4 separate regions of the Mus musculus genome follow, and regions 1, 2 and 4 are each linked to region 3. A link is a contact called in public Hi-C and HiChIP or PLAC-seq data. All regions are on one chromosome and are shown on one strand. Each heading gives the region's core, a stretch centred on a gene start, on an enhancer-like site or on the middle of the called end of the contact. The rest is flanking DNA. Distances are from core to core; before and after follow the strand shown.

Evidence for each region. Hi-C and Micro-C count contacts between places; a contact is called where the count stands out from the background. HiChIP or PLAC-seq counts read pairs in DNA pulled down with a chosen protein or histone mark.
Region 1: a Hi-C map of the C2C12 cell line shows a contact between it and region 3, with 2.9 times the contacts expected there. The contact joins two enhancer-like sites. A contact is called at or near these places in 8 of 484 Hi-C or Micro-C datasets (the C2C12 cell line, MC3T3-E1-derived osteoblasts, adipose-derived mesenchymal stem cells and 5 more) and 2 of 115 datasets of contacts at active chromatin or transcription factors (embryonic stem cells and pancreatic cancer cells).
Region 2: a contact with region 3 is called in a FOXA1 HiChIP or PLAC-seq map of pancreatic cancer cells. The contact joins two enhancer-like sites. A contact is called at or near these places in 1 of 15 datasets of contacts at CTCF or cohesin (the NIH/3T3 cell line), 3 of 484 Hi-C or Micro-C datasets (cortical neurons and embryonic fibroblasts), 4 of 115 datasets of contacts at active chromatin or transcription factors (the NIH/3T3 cell line, embryonic fibroblasts, embryonic stem cells and 1 more) and 1 of 9 other capture datasets (embryonic stem cells).
Region 4: an H3K27ac HiChIP or PLAC-seq map of the NIH/3T3 cell line shows a contact between it and region 3, with 3 times the contacts expected there. The contact joins two enhancer-like sites. A contact is called at or near these places in 2 of 115 datasets of contacts at active chromatin or transcription factors (the NIH/3T3 cell line and embryonic stem cells).

What each region holds. Positions count from the first base shown.
Region 1 is chr1:72,102,409-72,109,046 of GRCm38.p6, forward strand. It overlaps Gm4319 (predicted gene 4319), which reads right to left. Exons shown (of 3, transcript NR_166632.1): 3 at 4,709-6,609. Among named protein-coding and RNA genes, the nearest start is that of Gm4319, 18 kb to the right of the region's middle. Within about 2 kb of position 4,838, at least 42 of the 459 cell types and tissues checked have an H3K27ac peak or open chromatin away from gene starts, as enhancers often do. A contact at or near this core is called in the C2C12 cell line, where this site is marked.
Region 2 is chr1:72,068,852-72,075,775 of GRCm38.p6, forward strand. No RefSeq gene overlaps it. Among named protein-coding and RNA genes, the nearest start is that of Gm4319, 51 kb to the right of the region's middle. Within about 2 kb of position 1,795, at least 49 of the 459 cell types and tissues checked have an H3K27ac peak or open chromatin away from gene starts, as enhancers often do. A contact at or near this core is called in the NIH/3T3 cell line, embryonic fibroblasts and pancreatic cancer cells, where this site is marked.
Region 3 is chr1:71,751,656-71,758,285 of GRCm38.p6, forward strand. Gm30160 (a long non-coding RNA gene) reads left to right here. Exons shown (of 4, transcript XR_003947861.1): 4 at 1-262. Among named protein-coding and RNA genes, the nearest start is that of Gm39660, 14 kb to the left of the region's middle. Within about 2 kb of position 3,941, at least 32 of the 459 cell types and tissues checked have an H3K27ac peak or open chromatin away from gene starts, as enhancers often do. A contact at or near this core is called in the C2C12 cell line, the NIH/3T3 cell line, embryonic fibroblasts and 1 more, where this site is marked.
Region 4 is chr1:72,139,499-72,146,272 of GRCm38.p6, forward strand. No RefSeq gene overlaps it. Among named protein-coding and RNA genes, the nearest start is that of Gm4319, 19 kb to the left of the region's middle. Within about 2 kb of position 5,188, at least 27 of the 459 cell types and tissues checked have an H3K27ac peak or open chromatin away from gene starts, as enhancers often do. A contact at or near this core is called in the NIH/3T3 cell line, where this site is marked.

The sequences.
Region 1 (6,638 bases), core at 3,588-6,087, 350 kb after region 3:
CTAAGCACTCTACATTTCGAACATGGCAGGGGAGTTGAGCCCTTTGCCTAGGGCTTTGCATCAGGCCCAGATAGACCCTGGGGTCTACCTCTATCTGTTATGAAGGCTTATAAATCAGCACAGGCCTGGGCTGTTAAAAGTGCATTAAATAAGTGTGTACATGTGCGTGCGTGTGTGTGTGTGTGTGTGTGTGTGTGTGTGTGTGTGTGTGTAAACATAGTCCACATGCAGGAGCACTTTTGCCGGAAAAAGCATTGGCTCAAAGCAAGGGAAAGTTTGGCTCCAGTACCTTACCAGGACTTAAGCCACCCAAGCCACTCAAAACCAGCTTGTTTCCTCCAAATCTAAAACAAAAGCACCTATGCTTTGTATCTTGCTGATAAACTGGAAGGTCGGGCTCTCTTAGAAAACATCCTGGAAGACACACCTCGTTTAACAGGCATGGGAGGAAGGCAGGAGATTGTAGCGAAAACTAGATGCAATTAAACTCGTGCACTTCTTAGTTTTATAAATGTGTCAAAATACCATGTGTTGCTTTTATTGATTTAAAGGAAATTGACCGTAAGTCCTTTTGTTTTGTTTTGTTTTCATTAAGATTTCTGTATTAAAAGATAAAACTAGCCTTCTCTGCCAAGCCATGTAAATGCTCAGTGAGAGGCCATTCTAGCTTGCTCCAGAGTGAAGCATGGGACCACATGAATGTCACCCAGCTGTTGGAAGGGATACCACAACATCCCAGAAGCCAGATTTGGGTATCCCAATGGGGCCCCCGACCTGGGACTCTCTTGTTCATCTCTCCTCTATGGAGCAAGCGTCTGCTCCAATGCAGAGCCCCTTCTGTGTCTGCCCTTGGAAACCAAGGCTACTCCCCAGTTATTTCAAATGGTTCCTTGTTTGCACGATTTCCAGACCCCCGCTAAACAAGCTGGTTTCAACCCTCAAACCCAGTTCCAGCCGGTTACTGCAGGCCGATTTATGAGAAGTCTTGTCTGGAGACAAGAGGAAAATATTGGGTAACTGGAGCGGACTCTTCCAAGAGGCTGCTGTGGTATGTAACTAGACTTCCACTCCGAGGCAAGGCAGAGACTGGGTCATGTTACCTAGACTCAACCAGAACCACACTGGACTCCATTCACAAAAACCACACCCCATGGCCCAAGGATAGGGAGTGGCTCGAGGCCATGGGCACCTTTTCCAAAATGTAGCAACTTGGTGTAAAACCAGAAGGAGTCTACTTTTCCCAGTGGTCAGTGTCTGTGACTAGAAACGAAGCAAAACTAGAACTGTATGACTCCCAGAGTGGGAAGACGCAAGAGGGTGTGTATCCAGAGAGTAATCTCAGACACCACTTAAACGTCCCAGGGCAGAGCCAGCTTCTCAAGAGACAAGGGTAGAACAGTGGGCTCTAGGATACCCATTCCGGCTTCAGGAGGAATTTCCCATTACCTATTTTGTAATTTGCTTCTTCCCCGTGAATGCCAGACAACCTTATGACCATAAGGTCAGATCGCAATGTGGAGTCCACATCCGAAGGAACAGCTGTCCATATATATATATATATAATCAAAAGTAATTCAAGTCTATACCCAGTCTCTAAAGAAAAAGCCCAAGGGAGTGAGTGCATGTTTAATGCACACCAAGTTATCTCTTAAAAATCCATTACTTCCAATTTCTGCCATTCTCAATATTCTTCATACAAATGACAGCTGCTTCCTGAGAGCTCACACTCCCCTCTGCACTCACAGACAGACCAAATATTTTCCATGACGTCCAGCCTATACGGCTCATCTACGCCCTCAGCCCCAGTTCTTCCTCCATGTGTAGCTCAAATTAGTCTGGCTTCTGCGGTTATTGAAAGTCCTTCTTCCCGTCATTCACCACACCCTCCCTGCCCCCCAACTCCCACCCCCGCCTTGGTTTATTTGCTGTTTACAGGAAAGTCCACACTCTGATGAACCAAATAGGAATCTCCAGCAGACAGGAAAGGCAGAAAACTGTGAATTCTAAAGCACTGGTCATTTCCTTCCTACTGCATTAAAATCCAATTGGGAAAAAAACCTTCATTTTCAGAAGGAGGCCCTGACCTAGAAGTACCCAAACATGGCCAGATTTCATTGTTCTCCTTGAGACAAAACCCTCTTGCTTATTAAAAACATCCCCTCGGGAGGCAGAGGCAGGCGGATTTCTGAGTTCAAGGCCAGCCTGGTCTACAGAGTAAGTTCCAGGACAGCCAGGGCTACACAGAGAAACCCTGTCTCAAAAAAAAAAAAAAAGCCCTTTCCATCAACCAGCAGAAATGTCTCAATATTGAAATTCCCACATTTTGTTCCTGTGGCTTGGCTATATAAAAATATATTCTCTGAAGCAGATAAATATCTCCATCACTAACTGGTATTAGTGTTAGTGCTCAGTGAATTTATTTCCCATTAGCTTGCCAGGCAACCGGTGATACTTAGGGATATGGAGTTGAGAGTAAAGGGAAAAAGATTCCCAAGTTTAAGGTGATCAAGAAGAAAGACCCAGGGAATGTATCCAACAAAATAAAGAGCTAGTATATACCTAGTGTTAGACCCTCTGCCCTCACCCAAGCCATCGGAGTAATAGAGCTTGAACCACATGACCATCCCAGAAGCCCCAAAGCTGTCACTGTCTATCCACTGTGATTTCAGAGACACATTTTGGAATGGTGTGGGTTTTCCTGAAGTCCTCAGTAAATGCAAACTCAGCTTTCCTCTCTCCTCCATCCAATCCCACCTGGGGCTCAAGAGCTGGTTCTAAATACTCCCCAAGTACAGCCTATACTGTCATCTTGCTCTGCCTCCTATGCCAAATTTCACCTGAACCATTTATTGTTTCTACTGGAGACCCGAGTCTGTTTCATGACCCAACCCCATCTGTTTCTACGACCTAGAAAACGCTTGCTTCTCCAAAGTTCTTCCTCTCCCAGAGCCTCAATCTCCCCCAGTTGTCTCTAACTATTCCCCATGAATTACACCTGCATCTCTAACCACTGAAGGCTTCCATTACTTAGCAGTTGCATCCAAGGCTGCCTTTGCTGCCTGACATCACATGACATACTGCCAAGTCATTTCATTGTCAGATTTCTCAAAATGCTGTTAAATGGGTGATGGAGAGGAAGAGTGAATGAACGAAGGCTTTAACATCTGGCAGGGGAATTTATGAGATCTGACCACCTGGCGGCTCCTGTTAGTGATATATGTTCAATAATAACAGCCGTCAAAACAGGAAATGCATGGAGAGGTTACTGTCCATTAGTCATCTGTCTTGAAGTCCTGTCTGACCTCAGCAACAGTGACACTCATTGTTTTTAAGGCCCCAGGAATTTGCACATGGAGCTGTGAGACCCATGAGCTAAAATAAGTAGGGCAAATTCCTCCAGAAAGCTGTGCCCTGTGGAAACTGGTGAAGCGTTTAAGAGGCAACCTGCCCAAGGTTGAATACAGCTCTATCATTTGTCATCTGTGTGACCATGAGTTACAGAAGGTTTTCATCACCCTGTCTCAGTTAAAAGCAATATCCAATACTCATCAGTGCTGTCTTGGGTTCAAATCAATACTCAAACTTGCAGGACAGCAACAGACTCCACTCCGGGCATTATTAGTTTATTTGGAAGCCTATCAGACATTCTGCCACATAGGAGTCCTTGCCATAGTCAGCACAGATTCAAGTTTAAAGAGTTAAAATTTATACCAGCCAGGAATTTCTTCGGCTTAATAATCCTCGTGCCTTCTACTCTCCACAAAGACCTGGTAGCAGTCCTTGCAACAAATGCATAAGCATAACTTTCAGGTCGTCGTTCCCCCTCCCCCACCCCCACCCCCCATAATAAGGGCATTGCCAGGTCCAAGTGTTAAAAAAAAAAAAGCCAAAAAATGTAGCTTTCTAACACAGATTTCTGTGCTCCTAGTCTAGAAACAGTTCACAATCTGGTGTCAGCCTCACCATAAGCAATGTTGCCTAGCACCCGGGTTGACAATATATTCATGACTGGCTTCCATAGTAACAGTTAAGCAGAGGTCAAATCGTCATGTGTCATGGGAATTTGAATAGGATAACTCTTTTACCTCGAGATAATAATGGTAACTATCTCACACCACCATTCCAAGGTGATGAATTCACTTGTGTCCAGAGTTTAGACCACATAGAGTATAGCAAATAGTCTAAATATCAGATCTTCTTGATGTAGACTTCTGGAATTGCCTCAATTTTCTCCTTCCAGTATAGGATTTGGTTATTTTTTTTTTTAGTTGTTTCAGCTATTTCTAAATATTCCATCAAATTGAACTTCTGCTTGGGTTGACCAGAAGCCCTTTCTACCGGCACTTATGGACTCTTAGTGACCCCAGAGTGGCTAAAGGAGGAACTATCTGAGACGGGTAGTGTGAGTCAAGTCAGTTCTTACCCTTAGTCTCAGCTCTCTACAGTGGCCACGTGAGAGCTTGAAGCTTCCTACTCACCCAAAGGACCAAGGGCCCTGGGGCTCATGTGGCTTCTAGCCCAGGGCCTAAGACATCCATGCTATCAAGGAAGAAGCCACGTTAGTCTAGTAACTTTTCCTGTGATTCTCAATTCAGTTAATTAGTGACATTGGGACAGAATGTACATTTATGTGGAGTGTGGTGGCAAAACCGAAAAGTTGTGAAAGAGCTCACCAGGGGAGCTTGAACTCAGATAAACAAGACCAGGATTCGATTATGTGATTTTTTTTTTTATTTTTTTTTTTTTACCAGAACAAAGACTTCAGTCCAGTGAGGAGCAGAGTACAATGAAACATTTCTCCAAGAAGCCTCCAAATGGCGTATTCATTTCCTCCTGCCATCTGACAGATAGGAATGACCCTATCAGCAGATCTTGTTCCTCTCTGTCTCAATGAGGTAACCGTCCGGTGTGGAAACATGATGACTCGCTTTGCGGCATTTCTCCCTCCTGTCTCCTTTTTATGGCCACAGTGTCTGGCTTTTGCAATTGATCAGTCCCCACCTTGTCCCAGATTCCCCAAATCCCTTCCCTCCAACACCCTGGGTCAGAGCTGGTTTCTGACTAAAATAAGCAGAGCGAAAAACCAAGGTGACTTTCTGGTCCTGGGGTTGGGCGAGCTGACTGAAGCTGTTCATCTTGTTAAAGGGAGCGTTCATACGTACACTATTGACTTAAAGAACTGAAAAGACAGGGTTTTTATTTAAAAATTGGAGGTGAGATGTATACAAGAAGTGTCTGGATACAGGCTGATGATCTCTGACTCCTTCCCTTCTGGGAAGGCAGAGCACAGTCTAGGGCTCTTCCCTCCACACGACTTCCACCATGATATCTGTCTTACTGCAAAACTATTCTCATTCATTTTTTTCAGAAGTCCCTACTTTACCTTTCCTGAATTCAATGTACCCACAAAATAACAGAATCAATAAACTAGTTTTAGTTTTTACTTAACAAACTTACAGATCTCTTACAATGTACCAGGCAGGTTCTGAGTATTTTGCAAATGCTACCTCACTGAATCTTCACAACTGTCCCAATAAGGCAAGACTCCTGTCAACCCCGTCACAGCCTAGGAGGAAACTGAGGCTGAGATTAGAGATGAAATGATCACATATAAGTGGCTCACCGAGAGCTGGAATCTAGGTAGGACAGCTCTACAATTTAAGTTTAACCAGAGTCAAGCTATATCAGTCATTGTGCCATTAGACCCTATCACCTTCTAAGTTAGACTAAGACAGAGCCAAAACTGTTGCATCTTCTTGTGTTGGTCACCATCTAAGATCACCTCATTCCCCACCTACTACAATAAAACAGAGGAGAAAGAGCTTCCATCTTAGAAGACAACTGCAATTTCTGTCCCTCTGTTTTTACCATGTTGTGGCTTTGGTCAGGCTCATTGGCTGGCCTGTGATGCCTCAGTTTCTCCACATATTCGCTACAGACATTGATCCCTTCTTCCACAGGTTATCGGAGAGGCTGAAGAGATCATAGCGCTACAAGTGCTTTGGGAATTGTTTCTGCCACTAGTGAACCTTGCCCCTCTGATGATGAATACGTGCTGTAATTAAGAAAGCAGTGTCCCCATTTCTTCATTACAGGCAGCCCTTACCAGTTGGGGAAAAAAAAAATCTCTCAAATAAAAGAAGTAAGTCCTTATGTTTCTTTGTGCTAGAGGCTGTTGCTGCTGCCAGCAATCCAAAATAAATCACTTCATGAGGTAAGGTCTGTTTATATTATTCCACTACCTGATGACTTCCTGTGTATGACATTCAAATGGAAGCATCTCAGCCAAAGGCCCATAAAGTCATTTCCCCAACGCTTTACACTTAGCCGGCTAAACATCTGCTTGTTTTGGCCACCTGAGTTGGTGAGTTTCACTTTGCACCACAGTGCGGTGCAGGTATCAAGAGAGGACCCAGACACTTTCTTTCCTCCGTGTCTCAAAAGAGGCCTTGATTTATAGCTCCACGGCCACTATTAGAACTAGCAGCGAAGAAACCACAACAGCTGGGCTTCATTACACTCAGTCAATGGCCATAACATTTTTTAAGGTAGCAGGCTGGGCCCAAGGTTGCATTCTCAAATTTTCAGCCGGTTTAAAGCTGCAACCATCTGAAAGACAGATACGAAAACCAGTCAGA
Region 2 (6,924 bases), core at 545-3,044, 320 kb after region 3:
AGACAGAAAATGGAAGGTGGTGTGGCCAGCTTCTAGTTGTAAGATTATCCTGTAATATGTTCAGATGAAGATTAGTTTAGAGAAATGTCACTTAGGCAGGGAAACCAAAGTAAGGTAATATGTTTAGTGACAAACAGGAGCAATGGTTCAGAGTAGCCTGAAAGATTCCCAGGCATCCAAAGACAGATATAAACTAAGCACAATGGGAAAGAGTTGGCACTAGAAAGGGTGTAGTGTAGGAAATGCCAAACTGAGATGTGATCCTTATGGACAGAGAGCTTGATTCAAAGAGAGGCTGAACTACCAGGATGACTGAAAACAAAAGACTAATCGCATCAAAATGGTTGGCAAGGACAGAGCCACTCGCTCTCACACACTGCTAATGAGAGTGGCACATGACACAATCTCTAAGGAAAACTGCTTCTCAGCTCTCAGCTCTTTCAGGCTGTCTACCCATCCACCCTGTGATGCAGCAATCCCTCGTCTAGGTTCTTAGCCAAGAGAAACAAAAACATGCATTCTCATAAAGACTCATACAGGAATGTTTATAGCAGCCCTATTCGTAATTATCATAAATTGGATGCAAGCCAAATGTCCATCAATAGGAGAATGGGTAAACAAGTTGTGGTATATTCATACCATAACAAAAATAATTCTCTGTAATAAGAAGAATAAACTACTAATGCAAAAAACAACCTTGATAAATAGTAAAAATATTATTCTGGGGCAAGTTTTGGCAGTCTGCAGTTCACAGGCCCAATCTAGTTCACCATCTACTTTAAAGAAAGCACTATTGGAATCTGACCACGCCCACTCATTTCCATATTTTCTGCGCTTGCTATATAGCAGCAGCCCTAAGAGTTGAGAGACCAGAACTACAAAGCCAAGGACAAAAACATCACTATCGAGTTCTTTACATAAGACATCTGCCAACCTCTGTAGAAAAAAAAAAAAAAACCCACAGAAAAGTACATACTCTGTAATTTCCATTGTGTGAAATACAAGAACAGACCCAGACTAGCTCACATCAATTAGGCAGTGTATCAGTCTGAGTCCTCCAGGCAAACAGAGTCAATAGGATATGCTTTTATTCTGAGAATTGGATTATATCATATTGAAGCCCAGACACTGCAGAACATGTCATGTACAAATGAGAGAAGTAGAATTGCTGGCATAAGTCACAGAATGGGAAAACAAAACAAACAAACATCAAAAAGCCTAAATGTTGATGTCCTACTCCCCAGCAAAAGGAGAGGGAGGTGGGAACTATTTCATCCTCTGACATTTTCTTCTCTTTGGTCCTTCCATGAATCTCTTAATACAGATCTATCTTCATTCAGCATAGCAATTCAAGAACTGGTCCCTTCTGAAAACACCCTCATAGACATACCCATAAACAAGGTTTTACCTAGTATCTGGGTATCCCTTATCACAGTCAAGTTAATTTATAAAAGTAGCCATCACACAGTAAGAGAGAATTCACAGAAAATACACACACACACACTAAATAAATATAAAAAAAATCTTCTGGTTCATAAATTTCACAAATTGATTTAAATCATGCTGTACCTTTGTTTTAATGGGTTATAATACAACACTTTGAGGCTGTTTTTATAGAAATCAGAATCAATTCAGTATAATTGGACATAATTTTGACTCGCAGAAGATTTCTAACTATGGTCACGATGCCCACATCTTATTCCTCTACCATGGAGAGACCTAGGGCTTCCTCATTCACTCCAGTTACTCATTCAGCAAGCATGGCCACGGGCTCAGCAAGCCACACAATGAGTTAGGCATTTCCTCATCATCAGAGGAGTCATAGTCAGTTGAAATAGCTCTCTGATAACATCACACAGCATGACGACCACTGCAAAGCACCTGGACTTTGTTATTCCTGCTAAGCCCTCCACAGAACACAAGCTACCCTGTCCTGTTATCTTTCAATTCCTTACCAGGCTGGTAGCCAGGTCTTTGCTTACGTATCTGAGCTTTCTGTATATTTCAGTGGAAACTTTGTATGGCTGAATTTAAACACACACACACTCATACAAGGGGAGGCTGAAGTTGAGAAAGAGAGACAGGGGAGAAAGGGGGAGAGAGGTTATTTGGGCATACTAAAATTCAGACCATAGTTTATAAATTGTCGGATCTGTGGAGACTAGAAAAAAAAGCAAAGCAAGTTCAATATATGACAGCAGGTGACTGATCTTAGCCTCAGTAATGAAGATAAAACAGGATGCTGGGAGTGTGAAGATGAGGAAAAGAAATGTTAGCCATACGCTCGGCCCAAGCCAGCTATAGCCTGGAAGAATAAAAGTCCCACCTTGTTGTATCTGCTGAGATCTCAATAACCCTAGGCATAGTCAAATGAAATCGTCATTTGAAAAAAAATCTTCATTAGAAACTGTAGCAACGTATTCCAATTTTAAATTCTATATAAGACATAACCATGAATACCAAAGAAAAACAAAAGGCCACGTCAATGAATACGATCACTGGGTCAGTTTTCCACCCTTGGTCTAAATACACTGAGAGAATTAAGAGACCATCTAAGAAAGGGGGAGATAGATGGGGTATCCAACTGCTCTGAGCATGGAATAGTCTCTGCAACAGAGAAGTCAGATGGAAAGGTGAAATGGAATGAAGATATGAGACCAGTGCATGATCACAATAGCAGTCCACCTGCAATGACAGGTTGGTTCTTGGGGAAGGGTGGATCTATTAGCAAATAAGAAAAGCACTACTAGGTGCTATATGTAGAGAGCCTCAGCAAGGGCTTTGGTAGCTAAACACGTCATAAAGAAACGGAGTTGCTGGCAGGGCCACCTGCCTTTAAATAGACCTGTAGGTTTAGCCAAGAATCCACCACAGAGCAGACCACCATGGTAGAGTGACCAGGAACTTTCCCACTTTCCACACACATCTTAGAACCCATTCAACATCCCTATTATGACTGGGCAAGAACCCACAAGAGAATCAAACTGGATTCAACTATATGTAGAAAATTAAGGAAGTCAGTTTCTTGACACACAGCCCCCAATCATCTTTAAATAATTTATACAATTAGGTGTCAACATTTGACTAAAATATAGTGAGATAAAAGCATTGGTTCCCAACCTGTGGGCCATGACCCCTTTGACAAACCTCTCTTTCCAAAAACATTTACTTTGCAATTCACAACAGTAGCAAAATTACAGTTATGAAGTAACAATAAAAATAATTTCATGGTCAGGGGTTACCACAACACAAGAAGCTGTATTAAAGGGTCGCAGCATTAAGAAGGGTGAGAACCACTGGGCTAAAGAAATAATTATTTATCCTGAAAGGATAAAAGAAGATACAGTATTTCAAATTGGGTATCAGTTCCCTTTTATGGGATGCTCCAAATGGCCAGGGCCTCTCAGAGGATTAGAAAATAGTGGGGGGGGGGCAGAGTGAGCAGAGGTCCTGAGTTCAGTTCCCAGGAACAGATGGCTCACAACCATCTGTACAGCTACAGAGTACTCATACACATAAAATAAATAAATCTTAAAAGAAGAAGAAGAAGAAGAAGAAGAAGAAGAAGAAGAAGAAGAAGAAGAAGAAGAAGAAAAGAAAATGGTGCAGAATTGATACAATTTCACCTGAAAATTCTCTTGTAAATTTTATTGGACACTGTGTTAGTTTCCTGTTGCTACTCTAATAAATTGCAACAAGCTTAGTGGTTGAAGGCAACATAGATTTATAATTTATTGTCTTATGGTTCTGGTGGTCTGAAATGAGTCTCATGGGGTTAGAATCTAGAGGTCTTGGGGCTGGGTTGCTCTCTGGAAACTCTATGGAATATGTCCCTAGCATTTTCTAGAGACTCTTTGCTTATATATTTGCTTCTCAGTCTCCTTCAACCTCCTCTCTAAGCCACCAATAGCACCTCTCTGACATCTCCAGTGACTTACAAGGACAAGGACTTTCACTTACAAGAACACTTGTAGTTGCTGCAGACCCACAATATTTCTGCTTTTAGGTCAGCCTGTTAGCAGCCTTAATTCCACTAGCCGCTTCATTTCCTCTTTCTATGTAACAGAAAATAATCACACTTTCCAGGGATTAAGATTCATACTTGCCACACAAGCCTGAGTTTGATCTCTGGAACATACATAAAGGTGGAAGAAAGGATCAACTCCACAAAGTTGACCTCTGACCTCCACAGGTGGACACACATGTCCACACACTACACCATGAAAACACATGCAGACTTAAATAACAAATAATTTTTAATTGATGCTGGAGAGATTGCTCAGCAGTCAGAGCACCCACTGTCCTTGCAGAGGACCTGAGTTCAATTCCCAGCACCCATGTTAGGCTGCTCAAAAGGGACCAGATGTCCTCTTCTGTTCTCTGAAGGCATCCTTATATATATGCGCATCTACACACAGAGACACATATAAATAAAAATAGAATAAATATTGTCTTTAGATGACGGGTACATGTCTGGTCCCATTATTCTGCCCCAGGCACCTTGTCTGCCAAGCTCACATGCAGCCTCATTACCACTTTAATTGAAAAATCTACTCAATTTCTGACACATAAACTCACTCTACTGAAACACCACCTGGGGTACCAGATTATAACAGAAGGATCAAATGAAGGTCTTTATTTAGAGTAGAGACACAGACACCACTCTCTAAGATACTAAGGCTCATGTCTAAATTGCAATCAAGATAAGTCGAAGGCACAAAGTGACTACTTTGTGACAAGTAGCAGGCTCGGGTCATGAGCTAGAGAGAGTCACAGACAAATCTTTGGCTGTAAATGCAAGGCGACCTCTGCTTGAATGCCCTGAGCCAGTCAAACAAAAGCTTGAGCTTACCCACAAAGCAATGGCACTAAGAAGCAGCAGTACCACAAGGTTCCACAAGAATCCTAGCTGTGGAGCTTTCCTGTATATTTGAGTCTTTACAACGCTTCCTTTCTATCTGAAACTAATAAGCTACAGAAACACATTAACCCTTCTGAAAAACCCATACCTGAGTGTCATCACTTTCTACTGGAATGCTATCAGCAGCTACCTTCTTTCTACTTCTTGGCCACCCAGCCTCTGTTATCCTAAGTGTAATGGGTTTACTGACAAAAATCTAGACATTGTCACCAAATCCACAAGCGAAGTAGTCATGGCACAGAAAAGGGACCGCATTCATGACCCAGGACACAAGGCCTTGATTCTTGGAAAGACTAATCAAACCGTCTAGTCACTGGTTCCCTCTGAAATCTCCCTCAGGATAGCTAGTGCCCTCCCAGAGATGTTGCTGAAAACTCCACAGTTTTATCTGGTAAAGCAAATTATTAGAGGTCTTACAGCTGAAATAATCTCAACCTATCCTCAAAGATTAAATGGATAAGCAGCCGGCTTGCTGGCGTGGAATCCATAGCGGAATGTGAGTCCCTAGTGGTACTTTTGGTAGGCAGAACTGGTATTGCCAGATGAACCGAACAGGTTGAGGCCCACTGGACCCCACTGACGTTCATCAGACTCCAGGAAAGGTGTTGGTTGGTGTAGATAGCAGGACAGTGGCCATGGAAGTCAGAATCTGCTAAGGAGTTTATAACAACTCACCTGCTGAATCACGTAGCCCTGAAAATGGATTTCACTGGAGTGTCTGGCCCATCCAGCTGTCAGTTTGGGAGCAGTTTGGGAGCAGTTTGGGAGCAAACGCTCACTGCTTCTGGATCCCACAGAAGCTATGCTTTGATGAGTAGGAGGATCTGTGCAGTGAAGCCTTGAAGCCTAGGACACGGGGCCAGGTGGAGCCATTGCAGGTGCAGATCACAGTCGGTAGAGCATGAGACTGTTGATCTCAGAGTTGTTGGTTTATGCCCCACGTTCAGGGCCAACTGTGGCTCTCCGCAATCTCGTGGATGGTAGGCCAATAAGGTCCGTGAGAGCCATGGGAACAGAGACAATGAGAGGAGTGGCTGGTGCTAGAAGCCCTGTGAGTACTTACAGTGAATAATCACACTGGGACCAGCTATCAGGAGGCAGATCAACTTTACTTAGGGTGATTCAAGGCTTGTTTATAAAGTTTTGGGAGACTGATGGTAGGAACATCCAAGATGGGCAAAGATCATTGGTTAGCTTTAGGCTTGGGGATCCAAAATGCCTCAGTAGCATAGGAAGCATTTCAGGAATCTCAGGTGCTAGCTGAACAGGGTTCTTTCTGGAGAAAGAAGATTGATTCTACAATCTAGCCGAGGCTACCTGACATTCCTTAGGTAGAGGCACGTGTGAGGGCTTAGAACTCCCCCAGACAAAGTCAGAGAAGGAGAAGCCCCACTAATGAAAGGAATGTCCCTTATTGTGCCAAGCCCAGAGGCTGTCTGGTCATGATGGACTTTGACCTTAATTAGCAGTTTTCCCACTCTTGGATATGACATCCTTACAGATTCTACCCACCCAGAACCACTTCTTTCCTTTTTGAAGTGCACAGTGTACCAGAGCTCTGTAAAAGCCGGGCAGTGGTGGCGCTCGCCTTTAATCCCAGCACTTGGGAGGCAGAAGCAGGCAGATTTCTGAGTTCAGGGCCAGCCTGGTCTACAGAGTGAGTTCCAGGACAGTCAGGGCTACACAGAGAAGCTCTGTCTCAAAAAAAAAAAAAAAGCTCTGTAGAGAAGGTATATGTGCTATTTAACAATACTTAGCCCATAGAACTAGCAAACAGCAACAGTAGATGGTACAGTGAAATGCTAATTAGCTACCAGGGTTTGGTTGAATATAACTTTGTGACACATTGTTCAAAATATGGATAATTTTGAACATAAGCCTAAGAAGGTAGAACAGATGAGTCACAGCAATACAGTCACCACCGTCTAGATAAAAATCTCTCAAACATGAGGTCTTCAGAGAAAAAATAATGACATAAGGTTTGGGTGGCAGGAAGTTGATGG
Region 3 (6,630 bases), core at 2,691-5,190:
GAAGGACACGTTCTTCCTTTGTGACCCTAGCACCACAGGAGGAACAAAATGGGCACAATGTCTACACTGGAGACTTGATTAGTCCAGGGCTGGAAACAATGATTTGCTGGCATGAGATCATGTACTCAACCACAGGATTCTGTCTTCAATGAGAAATGGACAATGACATCAACTATTTGGTTCATCTAGATACATTGCAGCAAGTCAAGCTTTCCCCTTGAAATCTTTCCCAAGTCCTTTCAAACTGATTTGTATTATATCAACAAATATTCTCACAATAGGCCAATTTGGTAAGGCAACTTAAAAGCAAACAAATAAAAAACAAAAACCACATTGGCCTTTTCATTAGCTACATAATTTTGTTGGCATTCCCCTTGATTTTAGAAGACTGTTTGTAATTTACATATTAGCTCAAGTTTACAATGAGCAAAGGAGAAAAGAATGAAATAATGTCTCCGGACAGTTTGGATTTCAAAGCTCGTGCTCTAAACAATTCTGAGTCTATATCACCTGAAAATCTTAATCATCAATTATTTTAAAATCATGTTTCATAATATATATGTGCAGTGGCTTATATATGTGTGAATCACTACGTGTTTATATAATGTATATGTGTGGAGAGAAAATTGGATTTCTTATATTTTTGCTACATCTGCCAAAAAACACATAAAAGAGAATATGCTAAGAGTGTATGTATAATACTTTTTCCCTTTGGTAGCTCAATAGCCATGTAATCAGAGGATCTGGCTTTATTATGAATGAATCATACATTTAGAATCAACATAGATTCAGAGTAAAAATGAATGTAGAAGATTATTTTAATTTCTCATGTTGAACTTCATATTCCAAAAGTTCTGGGCTGATTCCCAACTTAGTCTGACTCAGCCACATCCCCCTCACAGGATGTGGTGGTAGGAGGAGGTGGTAGGTCTTGAGGGCACAGACCTCCCTAATGCATTACCTCACCTAGGGTTCCGGGCCACAGACTCAGCTTTTCAGAGCACAGAGCAAGAATCAGCCCTTGAATTCCCATAGTTCTTTCTGATAACTGAGAATAAGAATCCATAGGAGAGATGGACATGATTGGAGTGAAAACTTGAGGATTCTTTGGAAAGTCGGTTGTGTTGGATGGTGTTTTGCTGGGGTGTTTCATTGAACTGGACACAGGTGAAAGACTTGTGAAGGAACATTTAGCTGAAGCAGACACAGGTGAAAGGAAGCACGGGAAAGGTCACATGATGAAGAATTCCTTGCTACTGACATACATGTATTGGTCTGCCTTACACTGCATAGTTGAGCTGCATTTGTTGGGACTCTATAGAGAGAAACACATGGAAAAACTTCTGGTAATGTGCTTGCTGAGTCCTCACAGTCCTTGGGCTGATTGTTGATTGGCAGAATAATGTCAGCTGAGACAAATTCACGTGCTGAGACAAGACACATGCTGAGGTAAGACCTGTGGAGGACACATGATGTTTTGGAGCGAGTTTAGAAAGGACTTGACAGACAGTGACAGAGGCTCAGCTAACCTTGCTGTGCAACGGTTGTTGGTCTCATGTCTTTGCTGATCTTCATTTCTGAGAGAGGCACAGCTGAGAACTTCTGGCGTTCCTTCTGGTCCCTTCTGCTGACTCCTGCTGAGGCTGAGGCTTGGCTGTCTCTGCTAGGCAGTGTCACTGCTGCTGATTTGTGTTTGTTATCCCGAGTCTACCCAACTGGACTGCTGATATATCCTTGAAATGTTTGTGAGTGGATCAAGCTGCTGCTGTTGTCCTGAGATTTGAACTACCAATTTCCAGACAACCCAGATGGGAGTTGCTCCAAAGAACCTTTCTAAACAGGTTCACTTCCCTCATATCCTTTCTTTTCTACTACCTGTGGTGAGTAGTGGGCTAAAAGGAAGGTTAAAGCATTTAAGAACTACCATTAAAAGTAGACTTTGAAAAAATTAAAGTTACACATGACCATTATCTTTTGTGCCCAGTCACACCATCTTTGATACCTTCCTGCCTGTAGTTTCATCCATTTCAAATTACTCTTTCTACAATGAGGGAAGCATGTTGGAATTCTACTCACACATAGATTAGGAAGCTTATAGTCCTTGGGACAGGTAGCAGCCTGAACTAAAAGATAATCTATAAGAGAGCTGCATTATGACTTTCATAGGAGGTTATTAGGACATGACTTTCTCCTTATCAACTTTGTGTGTTGAAGTCTCAATGCCCAGCACTTAAAAGTATGATAAAATTGAGATAGGATCTTTAAAGATATAATTATGGTTAAATTAAGATTTATTTGACAAATGTGTGGGCAGAGAGGAGAGGCCGTGTAAGGGTATTGAGGGGCTTCCTGTTTAACAATGTGAGGGGCTTCAGGTGAAACTAAGCTCCCACGTTACACTCAACCTTAACGTTTCAGCCTTCAAAACAGAAGGACAATAATTTTGTTTGTTGTCCTGTCTGTTGGGCCCTATCAAATTAACACCATAGAATGGAAGAGAAGGCTCAGCTTTGAAATCTCCAGGTCTGACTATGATTTACAACAGAACCGTAACCTTGAGGAGCTGTTCAAACCCTCTGAACTTCAATTCCCTCACTTGTAGATTGGGAATAAAAATAATTACCTGTCAGTTTTCTTGGGGGGCAAATTCATCTATGCAATTAGTGTCTGACAAAAAGTAAGCACTTGAGTCCTGCCCCTTATATGATCTTGGATGTCTTACCTAAAACTCCAAGCCAAAGACCCACACTATAAACTACTCAGGACATACAAAGTGTTGGATACATGTTAGAATTTGGGGGGTGGGAGGTATTTTGATAACAGATATAGTTTCAAGTTTTTTTTTCTGATGATCAAAGTTGTGTATGATACACACACACACACACACACACACACACACACACACACACATATCACCTGAGGAGCAATGGGAAGTGGGGAGTCTTACAAAGGGATTAAGGTGTCATTGTGATGCTTATTTTATATTTTGGTTCCTTACCTGTTATCATATAATGATGGCCCAAATGATTCCAAAAATCTAGGCTTGAGAGCTGTGGCCCTAGCCACTATAGGAGCTGAGGGTCTCAACAGGTGCGACCCATTCAGGAGCTATAATATTAGCAGGTACCATCTCCTATTTCCTGCTGTTGCCATTGCTGTTGGAAGCCAAGGATTACAATAGCTGCCAAGTGCTGTGGCTACTGGTGGTCAAAGCCTAGAACACAGAGCTTCCAACCAAAGTGTCTACAGCTATAGACATCGGGCATCTAAATCCTGGTCTCTACCTCTCAAGATGAGATGCAAACTCCCAAGCCTGTTGTTCTAGTTCCTAAGCCCCCAGCATTCATGGGCCAGGGTCTACCAACAGTAGGTGAGGAGAGGCTCATCTGTTCTTGATGTCTAACTGGACAGAACTCAGCCAGCTAATGGGAGACACCAGTACCATGGACCACAGCTCAAGAGAAATGAAGCAACGGTTCAAGACAACCCTCTTACCTTCATCAACTGAAAAGAGAGCAACACAGAACTCAAGTGTTGAAAAACTGATTACAGCTGGACTTACGAGTCCTCAGGAGGCTGAAGCAGGAGGATGGCCACAAGCTCAAAGCCAGACTGCTCTCTACAATGAATTCTAGGTTATATAGTGAGAATCTGTGTCCAAAATGCAAAAAAGAAGGACTGCAATTATAAATCTGTAGTTCATTTCTTCTCTTAAGGAAATATATATGATGTTAGATATAGTGGGTGTCATATTCATTAGAAATAAGGTACCCATCCCCATTACCCCCGCTTCATAAAACAAAAATATCTTTCATAGAATCAAACGCCCACATAGGCAAACATGTCAGGTTTACCAGCTCAGCTCAGAAATATGAAAAAGGTACGTCTGTTAAGCTTCTCCAGATTTTTTCCTTCTCCCTGCTCCCAGATCCGTGAGTCACTGTGAGTCTGTGTGAAAAATATTTAGAGAGTGAATTACCCCTTGGCAAGGCCTGCGTTTAGACAGACTCCCCTATCGCTCACAGAAATGACCCTTATCTCGCATGCTTTTTTTTTTCTTCTGGAAGACTGTCTTGCAAGGGGCATTTAATCTGGTCCGAAATAATCCCCCAGGCTTCCCAAGGGTTTACCACACTGCTCTCCAGCGACTGTGTAAACACCATGGCCTCACTGGGGAGAGAAGGACTCCTGTTTATTTTCTTGCCTTAATGATGTTGGTAAATCTTATCAGCTTTTGTAAAGAAATCTCTAAGTTGTGATTTTATTAAGAGTACTGATTTAACATTATAATAATAGTTATTCAAGAAGAAAAATGCTTAGGATAGAATATTTAAAAGGTGAATAGTTGCTATGCTTCTGTGTCAAGGGCATATCATCAGGGCATCGATGTTCAGACTATATAACAATAATTGTAACAATATAACACTAATCAATACTATCCAGATGGGAAAATAGGCAAAGGACTTAAACAGACATTTCTCTAGAGGTTTTTTGGTAATCAGAGAATGCTAGCCTAAAAGATCATGGCAAACATCATGGAATGTCAAGGGAATGTGGGCTCATACTCACTAGTTTGGCTTCCATAATAAAACAAAATCATATCTGGCCTGGTGGAGTATTTCTGTCATTGCTGCTGTTTGAGAGGCTGAGGAGGAGGATGATAAGTTCCAGGTCAGCCTGGACAACTTGGTGAGACTCTGACTCAAAGTGGAAAATAGAAAAAAGTCTAGGGAACATAGGTTAGTGGTTGAGTACGTGCTAAGATGTGGGAATCCCCGAGTCCAATCCCTGGTACTTTAAACTGACTGATTGACTGGCTGACTAACTGACTGACTGACTGAACATGCAAACAAGAAAAAAAGGATTCAATCCCAATTACTGCAAACTGACTAAATGAATGAGTGAGTGAATGTGCAAACAAGAAAAATAAAAATTATTATGGAGATCTTGCTCAGGGCAACAGCATGGTTGTTTCCAAAAATAAAAAAAGAAAAGAAAATATTAATGTATGATATTATGTTTCCCTTTTTGGCATAGGCATCCAAAGCCTGGATAGCTATCAAAGAGAGATCTGTATATTATAGCAGCGTGAATCAAACAGTCAGAAGGTGGGAGTGACTCATGTCCACCTGCAAAGACAGGATAAACTGTGTGTTCTACATATTCACTGTGATACTGAGAGCCCCAATCAACCTTTAGAAAACGGAAATCCTGTCCTTGGGGGGGGGGGGCACGTATGGGCAGAGGGAAGATAGACCTGAGCAAAATAAGCCAATTACAAATACTATGTGATTATAAATACTCTGTGATTTCACTTATTTGAAGCATATGGATAGAGTAAGGGAAATTGTAGAAAAGAATGTATCATGGTGATTGTGAGAGATCGGAGGAGGGAAAGGAGAATGTGGGCACAGAGGTTCAGTTCAGCAAGGAGAAAAGAGCCCTGGGGCTGGACAGTGGGGATCTGGCAGAGCAACGTGAGTCTACCTCAGGATAGTGGGAACCATCGTGAATCACATGTAAATATTGGAAATATTGACATTGTATTTTTTTAAAGCACCCGCTTCTCTCCATTTTTTCTGTATGTTTTTATTTTTCATTTGACCTGACTTACTCTCTAGACATATTTTAGAGCTGCCTTATATTATATAATGCTCCGAAAACATGTTTCCAAAGAATAGGATCAATTTCCATGATGCTTCCATAGGGTAGGATGACAAAATGTTTGTCTGTGTCCATAGCAACCATTGCCACTGTCTTTCTTTGATATGTGTGTGCCTCTCTCTAATTAGCTATGGTGACTAGGGAAGCAGATGAGGGAGGGTGAACGCTTCTCTGTCCGCGTGCCTGCGTGAGGAAGTGGCTGAAGGGTGGAGTGTGTATTTTGGTCAAGGAAATGTTTTACTGGTGTTTTCTTTTCCATGTTGGCTATAATTCAGTCATCCCAGAAATATAAATATATTTGAATTTGAAAGTATTGTTGGCTGTGAAAATACTGGGCTTTCTGTTCATTCGTTCATCTATCTAATAAACAGTATAGGGGTCTTCTTTTCTATAAGAAAAAATTAACCATTATACCAATACACACAGACACACAGAAACACACACACGCGCGCACACACACACACACACACACACACACACACACACACACACACGGCAATTTATGTGTACTTAACTTTAGGTGTAAAGCTGAGTGTGGTGGCTCACACCATTAGTCATTAATCCCAGCATTTGGGAGACAGAGGCAGGCAGATCTCTGAGTTTGAGGCAAGCCTGGTCTACAGAGTGAGTTCCAGAGCAGTCAGGGCTACACAGAGGAACTCTGTTAAAACAAACCAAACCAAAACCAAAACCAAAACAAAGCAAAAGTAAAACTAAACCAAAACAAAACAAAAATTAAGAGTTAAGAATTTGTTTAGTCCATTAAGATCATCTTGTGTTTTGGGAATCCGCTTTCACAGTGTTTAATTTTCTAAACATGTTGACTTCAACAAGAAATGGATTATTAAAATAGCAATAATTATCACTCCATTTTCTCACTTTCACTCATTGAAAACAAAAACGGGTCACTCAAAACTATAGTCAAGCTTGCCAATGTAAAACTAGCTGCAGGCCCGGGATGCTGCC
Region 4 (6,774 bases), core at 3,938-6,437, 390 kb after region 3:
AGGCAAATCTCTGATTACGGGGCCAGCCTGGTCTACAGAGTGAGTTCCACGGCAAGCAGCTAAAAGTGCTTGCTGCTCTTCCAGAGGACCTGAGTTCAGTTCCCAGCACTCTCATCTGGCTGGTCACTCCTGTAACTCCAGCTGCTGGGGACCTGAAACCCTCTTCTGGATTCTGAGGGCACCTGCACACATATGCACATAGACACAGATACAAACACAGGTTAAAATGAAATAAATCTTTTAAGAAAAGAAAAGAACTAGACAAACAAGCCCAGAGGAACTTGGTTTATTTTTTCTTTCATTAGCAGAAACTTGGAGGCCTGGAAGTCTTCATAATTATAAACTTCTGATTCCAAATCACCCTCAGGAAAACCTCTCCACCTTTCATCTTTCTTCTTGATGTCAATTGATAAATGGTCCCCAGAAGAGATAACCTTTAAAATGTATCACAAAATTTTAAACTAAGTCAATGGAGAAAAATAAAAATGTGTGTATTAACTCAAGCTTTTAAAACCTTGTCCTTGGGGAAGGAGTCTGAAGGAGAGGATGGGAGCAGGGAAGTGGATATTATCATATTTCATTATATACATAAATGTGTGAAATTTTCAAGAATAAGTAAAATTATAATAACAACAGTAAGGATGCCTGAAACAAAGTCAGAAGAAATCATATTATTATTTATCTACCTAAAATTATATAAAATAATGTAAGTCTGTATAGACATGAACAGTTTAAATGAAAATTTCCCATCTGGGTTTAACAATATTCCCCACAAAATCTATAGGCTATCTAACAAGACTCCAACACCAGACATGAGACTCTCCTTTTCAAGTTGCTGGTCAAGGGCATCCAAGAGATTCCCAAAACATAGCGGGCTATTGCCGTTGCCCTTGGCTGGTTCCCAGAGGTGGAAGGTGACACTGGGCCCAGAGGCCCCTGAGCTGGAACTGACCTGAATGCTCCCCCCAGCCCCCACCCCCCACCCTCCAGGACTAGCTTTTATGATACCAGGAGGTGCCATTCAAGCTTCCAAAGGATGGAAGCAACCAGTAGTCCTCCCCAGCCATGAAGCCCGTGAACCACAACAATGCCCAGCAAGGCACGATAGCCCTAAGGGTACAGTGGTGGCTCGAATAAATTGATAGTAACTAACAGCTCTCTAATTGGACTTCAAGCCGGCTCAACAAGAGGGAAGCCAGGTCTGCTACTGGGAACCAAGCCAACTACCCAGATTAGTGAAACCATGGATCTTGGAGGAGAACCTGCAACCACCTCTTTATTAAACCTCTTTTACTAGCACAGTCTCTAACTACATTCTAAACAGGTGTCCTTACACCCATGAGTAAATGCATCCTCACTCCTCCTCCACGGAACTTCTTGAAACAGATGGAGACTGTTAGAGGAAACCACAGCTCATCAAGAGATCATGTCGTGTCCAGTCCCATCAGATTCAACTACAGCACAACCCCTCCGCCTTAGCCTCCGGGATCGCCATGGAAGAGAAAGGAAAGATTGTCAAAGCCAGAGCAAACAGGAAGTTTGCTGTGAGATTGTGTCTCTCAGAAATGTCAGAGAAACTAGACCCATGGGGTCTCATAGTCATGGCTGCCTAAGCAAGACTTGAACAAGGATGAGGGCAATAGGCCTGCTAACCAGGAAGGAGGAAGTCTCACGAGGCTCCAACCTGTAAGCAATTAAGGAATAATGAGAGTGTGAGAAGTAACCTACCTAGGGAAGAGCTCTGTGACTGGTTATACAAAACCAAGTGGCCAGCCTTGAAATGGTGGGTGTGTGTGTGTATACAATTATATATATATGTGTGTGTGTGTGTATATATATATATATATATATTAACATTATAATAAAAACATTATACAAACTTAGCACTTTATATTTACATAGTTAGAAATATATACATACAAAATATACATATATAACAATAATTTTTTAAAATTTTTTAAGATTTATTTTATCTATTTTATGTATATGAGCACACTGTAGCTGTACGGATGGTTGTGAGCCTTCCTGTGGTTGTTTGGAATTGAATTTAGGACCTCTGCTCACTCTGGTCAACTCTGATTGCTCAGTCCCTGCCTGCTCTAGCCCAAAGATTTATTTACTATAAATAAGTACACTGTGACTGTCTTCAGACACACCAGAAGAGGGCGTCAGATCTCATTACAGGTGGTTGTGAGCCACCATGTGGTTGCTGGGATTTGAACTCAGGACCTTCGGAAGAGCAATCAGTTCTCTTACCCGCTGAGCCATCTTGCCAGCCCAACCATAATTTTTTAAATAAGCTGTAAATTTGAGAGAGAACAAAAGTACATATGGGTGTTGAGAGGAAATATGTGATTATGTTATAACCTCAAAATAAAATCATATATTAAAAATAAATTTTAAAGAAGGATTACAATAGAAGTAGAAAATGGAAGAAAGGTGGAAAGGGGCGAGAAGAAAAAAGAAGGGAAGGAGAGAAAAGAAAGGGAAATTAACTGTTCTGGTAGTGTTAAGGACAAAGGCGGACTTGCCAGACAACAGAATGGGTCAACAGCGACACCTAGTGCTCAATCAGAATCCTGCACTGCTCTTCCGCGTGCAAGGAGGATCCGTTGTTTATTGTAAAATGCAAATCAGCTTCATTTGTCAACTGCCTGAGATTCCCATGCGTGTTCACTTAAGCCCTTATGCTGTTGTTTCTACAGATGTTCGCAGATAAAGGCACAGATTGCTCCGGAGAGACCTGGAATCACACAACCTCGGTGCAAGAGGGGGTGGTGTAGGGGTGGGGGGGTGAGAACCCCCTCAGCCCCTCTTCCTAAGGGCTACACTGAGTGCCTAAGGGTCCCTGGAGGAGAGAGGTTCTCTGTGGGTTTGTAGGTTTGTTTGTTTGCTAACGATGTTTTTTACATGGTAAAATTTAGATGGTGTCCATTTTAAAAAAAAAAAAAATTCTGGATTTGCTTTCAATCTTTTCCCACTACTCTTAACTCTCTGGTGAATAGTGAATTCTGCAGGGAACTACTTAAACTGAAAACTATCTAACTACCTATTAAAGCTATAAATGGAGTGTGTGCCAATGATTTTTAGAGCAGAGATGTCTTCGACTACTTGTGGTACTTGGAATTCAACCTAGAGCCTAGTATATGCTAGACACTCTTGTACTGAGGTATCTACCCCTAGTCTTTTCCAATGATTTGGGGAGGGGAGGAGTGAAATATTATTTGCAATGATAATGTTCAAATAGATAACATTAATAAGGTGTAACTGTGCTATTGAAGGAACTCTAGCATAGAACACTAGGCACCCAGTTACTAGGCCTTCCAAGCCACACACACACACACACACACACATGCACACACACACACACACACACACACACTCACTCACACACACACACACACACACACACACACACGCACCCAAACACCTTTTCCTCATTTCTGCTCATCTCCCCTTCTATCTATCGCTCATCTTCCTCCCCTTACTCTCCTCGGGTCACACCCAGCCCACCTCCCTGTTTTCTGAACCTCTGGGGTTTCTAGGACCTCCGGGGGTAAACATTTTAAATTTGGATCTGACTTCTTTCGGTGACAATCAAGAGAAGGGCACTGGACAAGGGATACACAGCACTGCAGTAAAGACATAGCTTAGTTAACCCAAAAGGCTACACACGGCAGACAGAGCAGCAGTGGTTTTCCATGAGAAGACAATCTTCTCGTGGACAGGCACAAAGGTGCTGCCCTGGAATACCCGCCTATTTGCTGAAAGAACCACCTCTCAGTGAGTATTCATTGGATCCTTTAAGAAATGTCCTCGGGGCCAGAGAGAGGATCCAGTTGTAAACGTGCTCACTTCCATCGAGCCTTAGCACAATCCCCAGGACCCACATGGCAGAAGAACAAGATTCTCATAGGTTGTCCTCTGACCTCCACGTGCATGTTGTGACATGTAGAGACACACACACAGACCAAATAAGCAAGGGTTTTTGTTTTGTTTTTGATGTTTGTTTGTTTACGACAAGGTCTCTCTACATAACCCTCATTGTCCTAGAACTCACTATGTAGACCAGGCTGGCCTCAAACTCACAGAGATCCTCTTGCCCCTGCCTCTCATGTGTTGGAATTAAACACCTGTGCCACCATGCCTGGCCAAATAGAGTTACTTTTAAAAACAGAAACAAGCTTTGCCACTCTTCTGAGAGACCACAGACCTTCCTGGCTCCTCCCGAGGACTCCTCACCTACTGACGGTGCCAGTCTAGTTCTCAGGGAGAACCAAGAACCAACCCTCTAACCTTTTGCCTTTCAGCTTCACCTGTGACATAGTCCTAAAGCATGGTGTAATGCAATTTTCTCTATAACCATTCATTCATTCATTTATTCATTCATTCATTCATGTTTTCTTATATTGAGTATCACCAGAAACCTAAAACTACCTGACCCCCAAACCCAGCATTTAAAACTAACTTGCCGGGATTATGAAAATAGTCTAGAAGCTACTCTTCATAGCTGAAACATTGTGGTTTATCTGAACTCTAGGCAGCCTTCGTGTGTGTGTGTGTGTGTGTGTGTGTGTGTGTGTGTGTGTGTGTGTGTGTTCGTGTGATTGCATGTGTGTGCTTGTTTGTAGGTGTGTGTATGTATTTGCCTATGTGTGCAGGCATTGATAATCACTGATATATATATATATATATATATATATATATATATATATATATATATATACACACACACACATATATGTGTGTGTGTGTGCATGCACACATATATGCCTCATATACTACATATTTCTTGCAATACTCCCTTCAGACTACCTTCCTCCTCTTGACAGTTGAAGAAATCAGTCACAAAAGTTATGCAAATTCCCCATCTTGTTACAGCTCTGCTCACTTGAGACCCCCGGGATGCAGCTGAGAGACTCTGCACTCTGCCATTCTGCTACACCCTTCTCTGTGTTGAGGTCTGTGCCCACCCCCACCCCAGCAGAGCTGTAGCCATTTTGTTCCATGCCTGCCAGCTATTTCACCTTGTTGCTGTAATATGCCTGCCAGTCATTGCCACAGAAAAATAACTGACTCAGGATAGGTCATGCTGACCGTATCCCCTGTTATGTTCTGTATGTTCTGAGGTTTGTTAATCTTAAGAAATTCCACAGCCACAGAGCCAATCAGAATAAAGGTCAGTTATAACTCTGCGGTCTAGCTAGCCAAAATGTCTTGTGTCGGCGCTGATGACTGGACACTTCCTGCCCCTGTGTAGGAAACCTTTGGAAAAACCTATGGTTTTTGTGGGGTTTTCCTTTATAAGCCTGCCCTGAGAAGTGTTTGTTGTTGTAGCTCAGATAATTCTCATCTGATCAGTCTTAGGGCGTGCATTCCATAAACTATCCTTGTCTGACTGAGATTGGTGTTTGCGTGGTTTGTGGAGCGACTTGTGGACCACAACACTGCATCCTTGGCCTCTGATTTTTGATCAAGATCAACAGAAGGCTCAAGGGGGTGAGCAATTTCTGTGACACTTCAGAGTTAAAGTTAAGTGTCTTCCAACCTTGTTTTTTATGTGTTAAACTAAATTTATCAAGACAGGTCAGCTTGGAAATTGCTGTAAAGTTTCAAAAGCAGTCTCTAAACAAAATTTCTCCAGTTCCTTCACAACTCACTGTGGATGTCCACACCTCCACCTTTAAACTCCTTCTAGGGGGCTGGAGAGATGGCTCAGCAGTTAAGAGCACTGACAACTCTTTTGGAGGTCATGAGTTCAAATTCCAGCAACCACATGGTAGCTCACAGCCATCTGTAACAAGACCTGACTCCCTCTTCTGGTGTCTGTACTTACATATAATAAATAAAATAAATCTAAAAAAAAAAAGAAAGAAAGAAAAGAAAAGAAACAACTTCTTCTAAAAGCTCCTGTAACATATTTCTGACATAAATATAGTAGAAATATACTTATTCATGACTTGAAGTATAACATATTGGGTTCAAATTATACAATGTAGCAAAGACATGCTTGTGCCATCAGGAGAAGACACTATGATGAAGGGAAAAGAACTTGAGATAAAATATGTCGCAGTTATTCGTTAGCTATTTGAGTTTGAAGAAGTAATCTCTGGACTGGGTCCACATTAGGCAAAGTGAGTAGTGTGGAATACACAACACATGGACTAATCCTGACTGTCAACCTTACTGGATTCAGAACCCCTACAAGTAATACCTGTGGGCATACCTATGGGGAATTAACTGGAGAGAGAGGACCTACTGAGTGTGGGCTACATTATCCAAGGGTCTTGGATCTCAGACCAAGGAAAAAACTGAGAGAGTGGGCTGAGAGCCGGCAACCATCTCTCTTTTGCCTCCTGGCTGCAGATATAGCATGCCCAGCCACCAGCCACTTCACCCTCCTGCCACCATACTTCCCCACCAAAATGGACTAGAGTCTCAACTCCTAAGCAAAACAAAGCCACTTGTCCTTAAATTGATTTTTCCAGGTTTTTTTCATTTGGGCTAATTGATTTTTCCATTTGGGCTAAATTTGAAGCAAGTTTATTAAATACTAAATCCTGACCAAGAGATGGACTTTAGTCAGGACCATTCCCTTGAATTCCCCAGCTGAGAATGGCCATGTTGCAGGAGTTTGTTTATAAGGGCAAAGCTATAGGCCACTGTATTTTTCTATGAGCCATTATTTTCCATGAACTACAATTCCCAGAATTCTAGGAAGTCACCTAGTCCCTGAGCAGGTTAATTTTGAGTATCCATCTGGGCTCTAGAATC